Linked DNA regions of Rattus norvegicus: region 1 is linked to region 2. A link is a contact called in public Hi-C data. All regions are on one chromosome and are shown on one strand. The core of a region is the stretch at or near the end of the contact, and the rest is flanking DNA. Distances in the headings are between cores, read along the strand shown.

Evidence for each region. Hi-C and Micro-C count contacts between places; a contact is called where the count stands out from the background.
Region 1: a contact with region 2 is called in a Hi-C map of psoas muscle, with 3 times the contacts expected there. The contact joins two enhancer-like sites. A contact is called at or near these places in 4 of 12 Hi-C or Micro-C datasets (the A7r5 cell line, Schwann cells, frontal cortex and 1 more).

Annotation. Positions count from the first base shown.
Region 1 is chr13:77,531,584-77,536,406 of GRCr8, forward strand. No RefSeq gene overlaps it. Among named protein-coding and RNA genes, the nearest start is that of Myoc, 24 kb to the left of the region's middle. Within about 2 kb of position 2,633, at least 2 of the 93 cell types and tissues checked have an H3K27ac peak or open chromatin away from gene starts, as enhancers often do.
Region 2 is chr13:77,233,316-77,238,408 of GRCr8, forward strand. The region is part of intron 4 of Dnm3 (dynamin 3); the gene reads right to left. Among named protein-coding and RNA genes, the nearest start is that of Mir3120, 110 kb to the left of the region's middle. Within about 2 kb of position 3,231, at least 19 of the 93 cell types and tissues checked have an H3K27ac peak or open chromatin away from gene starts, as enhancers often do.

The DNA of each region.
Region 1 (4,823 bases), core at 1,383-3,882, 300 kb after region 2:
GAGGGCTGGAGAGATGGCTCAGTGGTTAAGAGCACTGACTGCTCTTCCAGAGGTCCTGAGTTCAAATCCCAGCAACCACATTGTGGCTTGCAACCGTCTGTAATGGGATTCGATGCCTCCCTCTTTTGGTGTGTCTGAAGACAGCTACAGTGTACTCACATACATTAAATAAACACTTGAAAAAAAAAAAGGGTAGGATGGAGGTGAAGGCAAAGATCCCTGAAGAATTAAAACCATGACTGGTGGAGGACTGGGACTTAGTTACTAGGCAGAAGCAGTTGTTTCAGATCCCTGCAAAGAAGAATGTAGATGCTGTTCTTTTTTTTTTTTTTTTTTTTTTTTTTTGGTTCTTTTTTTCGGAGCTGGGGACCGAACCCAGGGCCTTGCACTTCCTAGGTAAGCGCTCTACCACTGAGGTAAATCCCCAGCCCTGATGCTGTTCTTAAGGAGTATACCAATTGCAAGAAATCACAGGAGTGATTATAAGTAGTATGCAGTTAATGATCTCTCTGTATTTACTTTTACTTTTTTCTTTTTATTTGACAGGGTCTCCTGTAGCCCTGACTGAGCTGGCCTCAAATTCAATAGACTGACTTCAAACTCAGGGGCTAGCACTAGCAATGGCATGTCCCACAGAGGAGAAAAGGAGTCAGGGAGGGAGGAGGGAGTCTTGCAGCCTGACTGACTGGCAGTCTGAGTGCTTTATTTATACAGTAGGCAGGGGTAGATCAGACCCATTTTTGTCCCCGGACACGTGTTTTAACTTATTATTTTTCATAAGTTTAGTCCTCACTGATAAACACTGACAGAAGAGAACTTTTACAATCATTCCCCCACATCAACCCCAGATTTAAGATCAACCCAATATTTAAGAATCTTGTGGTTTCAAGGCAATTAGAAGAAAATCTCCAAGCCAGCCTGGGCACACTGTCATGTCCCAAGCAGTGTGTTATTACGTCCTAATGCTTAGTCTCCAGTAAGAAGAGGCCTTTAATCTGATCAGCTGCCCACTCCCTTATCCCACCGAATCGCTTACCTTTTAAAGTTTACTTTGTTCTGATTATCTTGTTCCTGAGTAAGTACAGGGGCAGATGTTCCAAGAGAATCCTGGAGTCATAGCCTTGTAAGGAGATCTCTGGTGTCTCTGAGATACAACCTTCAAGTAGGGTCCGATAAGGATACCTCCCTAGAAGGGGTGGGGTACTATGCACAGGACTTTCCTGGGAAAGCTTGAGAGCTGTACTCCTGGGAGAAGGTGTAAATGATTCATAAGAAAATGTCCACTAATCCAGTATCTCAAGCTGTAAAATATTAAAAGTCCCTGGCGTGACACATGTGGAGATCAAGATGAAAAATGGAAGACCACAGGACAGCAGTTGCGTCACTGGGCTCTGCTTCGCTGGCTCTTTTGTCAAACAGCTGTGCTGGCTTTATGGCCATCGAGGCTCCCATTAGATAAGGCTGTACCAGAGGATGACCTTGAACTCGTATCCTCTGGCCTCCATCACCTAGAGACCTGCTGTAGGGTATATTGTTAGAACTTGCCCTCTAGTTCCATCACGTGTCAGGGCCCGGGTTAGGACCCCCAGGACCTGATTTAGGATTCTCAGCACCCACTTAAAAAGCTGGCACAGTATCATGTGTCTGGAAGGCCAGTGTTGGGGGCTGGGGTGGGGAGACAGTCAGATCCCAGGGGCCTGTTGATCAACCAGTCTAGCAGAATCAGGTGAGAGCCAGGTTCAGAGAGATCCTATCTAAAAAACTAAGGGGAAAGTCAATCACAGTGGGATTACAGACCACTTCTGTAATCCCAAGCAGGCAAATGTCTGTAAATTCAGGCCAGCCAGGGCTACGTAGTCTCAAATTAAGCAAATAAATAAGGTGAAGTGCAACTGAGGAAGATACCTGATGCTGACCTCTGGCCTCCACACACACTCACTGAAATGACTGTCTGTAGTGGGACTACACACACACACACACACACACACACACACACACACACAGAGACAGAGGCAGGGAGGGACAGGTGTTAAAAGCACGGGCGGATCTTTTTTTTTTTTGCTTCTTTTTTTTCCGGAGCTGGAGACCGAACCCAGGGCCTTGCGCTTCCTAGGTAAGCGCTCTACCACTGAGCTAAATCCCCAGCCCCAGCACGGGCGGATCTTGTCAGGGGAGCATTGTTTGTTTCCCAGCACCCACAAAGCAGCACCAACCATCTCTAACTCCAGTTCCAGGAGTCGCTTTTGTTATTTTGTCCCCCCTCCCCCCCCCAGAGCTGAGGACCAAACCCAGGGCCTTACGCTTGCTAGGCAAGCGCTCTACCACTGAGCTAAATCCCCAATCCCTCCAGGAGTCTCTTTAGGCACCAGGCAGACACAATATCCACATACATACAAGCAGGCAAGCATTCATACACATGAAATAAGAACAAAGCTTAAACACAAGGGACAAAAAAATAGCAGACGAAACAAACATTGGGATTCTTTCTGGAGTCAAGGTGGTGGGGTGTTGGGGGAAAGGGAAGAGGGTCAGCTGAGTTTGGGATTCATGCTGTCAGTGGCCCATATGGGTAAATAATCAACAACTGCTTCCATCCATCAGCTTCGCTCTTTATATTCTAGTGGCCTCTGCTGGTCACACATAGCTTTGCAGTATGTTTTCCTTTCCTCCTTTGTAGGAAAGTTGAATGGCAGTCTCTCTTACTCAGTTGTAGGTCTCCATATGGCCTTTTCACAAATCAAAAAAAAAAAAAAAAAAAAAAAAGATCCTCCAATGTTCCAGCCTCATTTAAACCTTTCCTATCTATGGCCCACTCTTGGCATTTCCATAATCCATAATATCTTTGAGGTTTCAAAGCCCACTATTACTCAGAAGAAAATGGACCACCATAACACATGAACTGAAAAAAGCCAGACATTCAGATACAAACAATGATACGCATACTAAGAACAGAAAGATGGCTAAAGCATTTATTGGATAGACTAGGAACTTAAAAGGGGGAATAGATAGGAAAGCATACAGGAAGAGAAATGAAAGTGAAGAACCAGGCAAATACACAAATCAGCAACTTTCTCTCCTCCTTCCTTGCTGAGGTGGTTAAGCTTCTGCTTATCTTTGGCTTGTTAACTTGTTAGGGGAACAGAGGTAAGCAGTCATTTCCTCTTCTAGATCCCGACTAGCCAGGAAAGAAGGGACCGTTTGGAGTAGTCCTGCCTTTCCTTCCATTCCCCTGCCACAATGGCAGCTGCTGGGCAGTCCTGCCAGTGTTTCCCACACACAGGAGAATACAGAACTCCTTTTACGCTGTTCCCACCAGCTGAGCTCATGGACAAACAAGTTGGGTGTCCCTTCATAGAGGTACTCTCTGCCAATATAATGTGGTTATAAGAAATGCTAAGAGGCTGTGCTAAAGGTCTGAGGGCATATGCAGAAAGCGGTCCGAAGCAGACTGTTCTAGGGGTGGTGACTGATGGCCCACTCATACCTGTCACAGCCCACCTCTGGCATTCATTCTTCTGTTCCTGACCCATTTCAGAGTTGGGCTGCACTTTCCAGGTGAACAGTGCTTCTTGTGCTGTGCAAGAGGACATCCTGCACTGCTTAATCGTTCCCAGCTGTTTCCAAGCAGTGATTTCCAGGGAGACCATTCCTTTAGACAGTGGATAGAGTAAAGTGGGGACTTCAGAGTCTACTGATATAAAAACACCACGGTTTCTGTCTGTTCTACTCCCTTGGGTAAAATATCTGTTAAATACGGAAAACAGCAGCGGTCTGCTCAGGAAGGGAAGCTGACATATAGTATCTTTGTTTGGCTTTTGTTTTTCTAAGACAGGGTTGAGAATGAGAGCTGTCTTAAAGAGGGATGGTGATGGGAAAAGAGCAGCAAAGAAGCCTCTTCTGAGCAATCCCAAGAAACCTGGGATCAATCCTCAGAACAAAGACCTGTTATTACCTTTGCATGATACTATGTATGTATGTATGTATGTATGTATGTATGTATGTATGTATGTATGTAATGTGTACCCGGCAAGTGTTGTCAGGTACCATGAAAGCTGTGAAGTCACTGTAGACTGCTTAAACTAAGCTCCAAGTGGTGTTGCATGATTCAGATTATGGATTAAAGGTGCAGACCCAGTTCCTGCATTTAAGAGGCTGCACTTCTAAGCCGGCACAGTGAGAAGGGGAGACTAACTCCCCTTCAGTTATATTTTAGAAGATGTTGAGTCTCCCTTTATTTTTGCTTTAAGCCCTGAAGTAGACTCTCCACTTCCAAGTGCCCCATTATTTCTTTTCCTCTCCTGTGCCCTCCTGTGCTCTACCACCCACACAGCTGGCTGGTTCTGATTCAGTTTCATGGAGAGGCAGGAGTGCAACCTCTCCACATTTGAAACTTTGCAGTACATTTCATCCCGAGGGCCTCTGAGTCAAAGGTGCCATACCAAAGCGACACATTCGTGACCAGAAAGAACATGGATACTTGTTCTGAAGGACTACATTTTCGTCGGACTGCTTACATAATGCAAAACTCAATGCTAATTAACTAATATACAATGGTAGTACCAGAAAGAAAAGTGAACCAACTGGTGACTGAACTATTAGGAAACACCAAAACGTGCTCCATTCTGGTACTCTCAACTCACAACCTATAATACATTCTCACCTCACCTTTTAGATCTTGTCTCCAGCTCAGAACTTACATGAAAAGAACTATTTTTTTCTTTTTTTTCGGAGCTGAGGACCGAACACAGGGCCTTGCCGCTTGCTAGGCAAGTGCTCTACCGCTGAGCTAAATCCCCAACCCCCAAAAGAACTTTTAAAATGAT
Region 2 (5,093 bases), core at 1,981-4,480:
CACAGGTACACTACTGCATCTTGTCCCCACTTCCTTAAGTCAGCTATTTACCTCGTCTCTTGATCTTCTCTGCATTTAACTCATCACTGTCTCTCTTGTCAACTATTCCCATCATCAACACACAAGGAAGTTGTGACATTACCAGTCTTTAAAAATGTCCTCATAATCTTTCACTACCATTGCAGCTGAACTCTTCCTCTTGTCTTTGGTGAAACTTAAAACTCTTAACTGTAGTTTTTGACTCTATTTCTTCATGTTCAGCATGTCTTGAATATTTTCTTACCCTACCCTCCTTGTTTATACCGCCCAGGACTTGTATGTGCCAAATTCAATGACTAACTCTCCAGTCCCATCTCCATTAGCGGAGAACCTAAAATTCTGCCTCATATAGCAAGATGAGAGGCAGTGATGACATCAGGCCATTTCAGTGTTGCTTTCTTTCTGTTTAGCACTGAATCAGCTAAACCCATCAGTGGGGATGAATACAGTGATAAGAAACCACTCTTACGTGGACGCGGCTTCATAGCACTTCCAGGCAGTTTTGGTCCAAGGTTGAAATAGACCATGAAGACTTGGCGAAAGAAGAGAAGCAAACAATACCCTTCCTTTTATGTCGTTTGGATGAACGCTGGTCAGTTCACTATATCATAAAAGTATGTCACCACTCTATAGCCACATGTATCCCTGTTCTCCTTCTGATTCTGTTTTTGTGCTTTTTCACAGGTTCTGAGCTATAGACCTGGTTGACCTATCTATAATGTCACTCTTCTTAACCCTGCTATAGGTTTTAGCAAAACCAATAACATCATCCTTCTTAAAGACCTCTTTGTCTTAGCTTCTAGAATACAATGCCTACCTGGTTCTCTGCCACTTTTCCATGACTTCTATTTCTCTCTTGTCTCTAGAGGTCTTCCAGGCTGGGCCCCCCTCTTTTTTTTCTAAATATATTCATGCCCTAAATTATCACGACTGAAAGCTCAAGACTCTAGATATTACCTGAATCCATCTGTTAGGTCAGTTGTAACAAACTGGTGGCTTAAAACAAGAATTTGTTGTCCTTAAATTCTGGAAAACTCAAGTCAAAAATCAAGATGCCAGTTGTGCCACATTCCCTCCAAAGTCTCTAAAGAATGTTGACATTTGCTCTCTTGCTATGTTTTATAATGCTAAATACTGACCTCCAAAGTCTAGTTGCCTCCAAGGATGAGGAGATCCTTACGTGCACCAAGTGATACTGTGTGACCTTGCTCCTTTTTTAAAAAAGATTTATTTATTTAATATACATAAGACACTGTAGCTATCTTCAGACACACCAGAAGAGGGCATCAGATCTCATTTCAGATGGTTGTGAGCCACCATGTGGTTGTTGGGATTTGAACTCAGAACCTCTGGAAGAGCAGTCAATGCTCTTAACCACTGAGCCATCTCTCCAGCCTTTGCTCCTTAATCTAAAACTATTGGTTGAATAAAGATGCCTACAGTCAATATCTGGGCAGAAGAGATGTAGGCAGGGTTTCGATTCCCAGGCTTGGAGTCTGAGGCAAGACCACACAAGGAGAGGAGCAAGAAAGTGGAGAGAGGAGGATGCCAATGGGGTAAGGGATCAATCCTGAGACTGGCCATGATGGTTGGCTAGTCAGAGTAAGAGTGGCCCATGCAGAACATGACAAGTCGTATTGGCAGGGAAATGGGCATAATATCACAGAGGGTAGATATTTGCCCAGCTCTAGTGCTTTAAAAGTTTATTATAAATAGAAATATTTTGTGTCCTTTATCTAGGAACTGGATGATGAAAGGTGGATATTACATATTTTCTACAAGGGAAGAATCCTTGTCTCTTTCAGCTCCTCATAGTATCAGTTGTCTTTTTGCTGTGACAACATAACTCAATCCCTATCTCCTTCTCCACATGACCTTCTTCCCTGCCTCTCTGTGTCTCAGATGTCCTTCTCTTTGTTTGTCTATAAGGACACAAGTCATTGCCATTCAGGGCCCATCCTAAACCCAAGATTGTCTCAAGGTCCTTAATAGCACTTGAAGTACACATACTACTTAGCCTGTTTTAAACAGAACAATGCACCCAATTTCTAATTTACTTTTCAACATAAACTTTCTAACCAACTATATTTTGACTATTCTTCAGTCATACTTTGATGAAAATGGCTTCTCTATGTCAAGTAGTCTTAATTCAGTACTAAGAAGAACTGCTAAAATAGACTACCTCTCCAAAAAAAAAAAAAAAAAAAAAAAAAAAAAGCCCTGTATAATTTGGTATCTCGGTGGATATAATTCTAGTTCATATATCCTTGAAGAGAGAATACTCCCTTGTGGTCTAAATAGGTCAACATTTTTACTTAGCCAGGAGAAATTTTTTAGAAAAGATATATATATATGGCATGGTGAGAGACCAGGCAAATCAACCCTTAAGGCCCACAGGGGGACAGATGTCACAACTAGACTGTCTGTGCCATGTAACTCAGAGGCGGTCACGTGGAAAGCTTCTGGCCATGGCAATTGTGAGGCATGAAGGGGTGTCTGTGGGAAAGCTTCAGTAAATACCTTTGAAAAGGCCACTTTCCCTGAAGCACTAAGAAAGAACATGGCCCAAAATGCCAAACTCAACTTTTTCAAAGCTTCGTAATTAAAGACAGGCTTGCAATGATCTGAAGGGCATTCATCCCAGAAAAAAAAACAGATTAATCTCAATAAAAACAACAGGCTGGGTGGTATATCGAACTGTCCTGCTGCCCTCTCCAGCCCCCTGATCTAATCATCGTCATCCAACCTCCACCACCAGGTAAAAACTGGCTTCTTGGTAAGTCTGGACGAAGCAGGTGGCACTGGGGAGTACCGAAAATACAATTTTTTAAAACAATTGTTATTATTTAACCTACAGGACAATTTGCTAAAGCTGCCATCCCTGTAGCTTTTCCTTATTTACCCTAACCAAGAGCCTACTTGGTGTGGAAGACCTCTACCCCAGGGAGTATTTGTCAAAGAAAATCAGTGGTAATTACTTAAAACTCTAGCTGCTTCGGGCAGTGAGAATGTATGTGACAAAGAAATATCTAAGCACATGAAAAGAAAAGGCAAAAAGAAAAGTTTGGAATGAGAGGTTCACAAAGGCCTTTAAAATGTTTATACGTAAGTGTAATCAGAACAGGCATAGGAGAAGCCTAAATTCTCATCGACTTGGGCTCTGTATCAGCCGAAAGTGAAAGTGAAAGTGGGGTTGTACACTTGGATCATTAGTGCCATTTACAACAAGGCTCCAGTAAATGCTGAGAGCGCTGTTGACTCTGAGATAAGGAAATTGCCGTAGAGTTATTAGCCATCTGTGAAGGGAACTGAGCAAGACTGGAGTGACTGCATACAGCCGAGAATGTTGGTTCAGGGAAAAATGCTAACCAAGCAAAGTAACATCATCTGTTAAAAAAAAAAATCTTGGGTTGGGAGAAGGGCATGGGTAGGGGTAAGGACAGAATCTGTCAGAAAACACTATTCAACAACAATAAAAATATATATGAAGAAATTATGACTCATACAAATGAAAATAACCGGTTAATAGAAATTATTCCTGAAGCCATCCAGACAATGGAAGAAGGAAGACTTTCTTCTCTGCCTGCTCGTGCTTACATGAAGCACATCTGTTGGAACCTACTTCTTTGGGTTCCAGCTTGTACAGAAGGCTGAGACGCCAGCCTCATAGATCTGGGCATCTACTAGATCCTTGGACTTCCCATTCACAGATGTCCATCGTTGGGTTAGTTGGACTGCAGACTGTAAGTCAGCCCAATAATTTCCCTTAATATACAGAGACATTCCAAGTTCTGGAACTCTACAGAACCCTGACTAACAGAGCATGTTTAACATATTGATAAGCTATAGTCATTTTAAAAATATATCAAATATGGGATCCAACAGCCTACTGTTTACAATAGACACATTTGGTTTCAAAATGACTAAAACAATTGAATGTAAAGAATGGCGAGGACATGGCACTCAAGCGTCAGTCACATGAGAACTGGAAGGTCACCAATAGGAAACAAAATAGAAGTTTCTCAAGGACATCACACGGTGATAAAAGATTAAGAAGAAATGACTATTAGAAATGCATCTAAAAATGTATCAACCCTCCCAGGGGGAGGGGACTAACATAAAGAAAGCTAATAGATGATTCAACAACAATAATGAAGACTTTAATGCCACCCTTTCTATAAGAGAACACTACACAGAAGATTGACCAAAAGATAGCAAGTTCAAACAATCCTAAAACCCAAACCAACTAGGCCTAACATTTACAGGACATGTAACCCAAAAGGAGCACAGGAAACATGTAACTTGTCATTGTGTTTTCTTTTACTAGGTTTGTGTGAATCATAAGGATGACAGCAAGAACAATATGAGTTACTACCACCTGTACACAGAGTCTATATCAGAAAAGAATACGTTTCAAGGGCATGAAGGTTGAGGTAAGAGGAAGGAGTCAGGGACTGGGTACGCTTTCATCTGCACTCCTGCAGGAAGCTTTGTCTGGTGGGATTACATGTGGATTTCTCAGAACTAATGACACTACAATCAACAGTGAAGGACTATCAGTCCCAACTCCACGACAATAGCCTTGCCTCTTGGGGACAAAGTGGCTATGGACAAGCATGGTGTGGTATCATTTTAATAGCTACAATGCGCAGACTGTATCTACAAGATAACTTTCCTGGGACATTGGTACCAGGGAGTCCTGATGTAGGTCCTTATCTGGGCATTGATAGTCTTCATCTGCAACGTTCTAAGCCTTCGTCTCAAGGATGATGGGGAAAGCCAAACAGAAAGAAACTGATTGTTAGTTATTTCAGAACTTGGGGAAAGCTCCTGAACTGGAGCACAAAGTTGAAAGTTGAGGTGGTTCATACAGGACACTGTTAGAGCTCTGGACCCTGTCTCCACCTTCCGAAATGCACAGTGACCCTGCTTCAAGCTCAGGACAGTACTCAACTGCTTTCAGAAGAAGCTGAGTCAGGTGGTCTTCAGACTCAGACCCTTGGAAATGTCATATGAAATCAGAGGGATTAATAAAGTCTATGTATTGTGCCTGG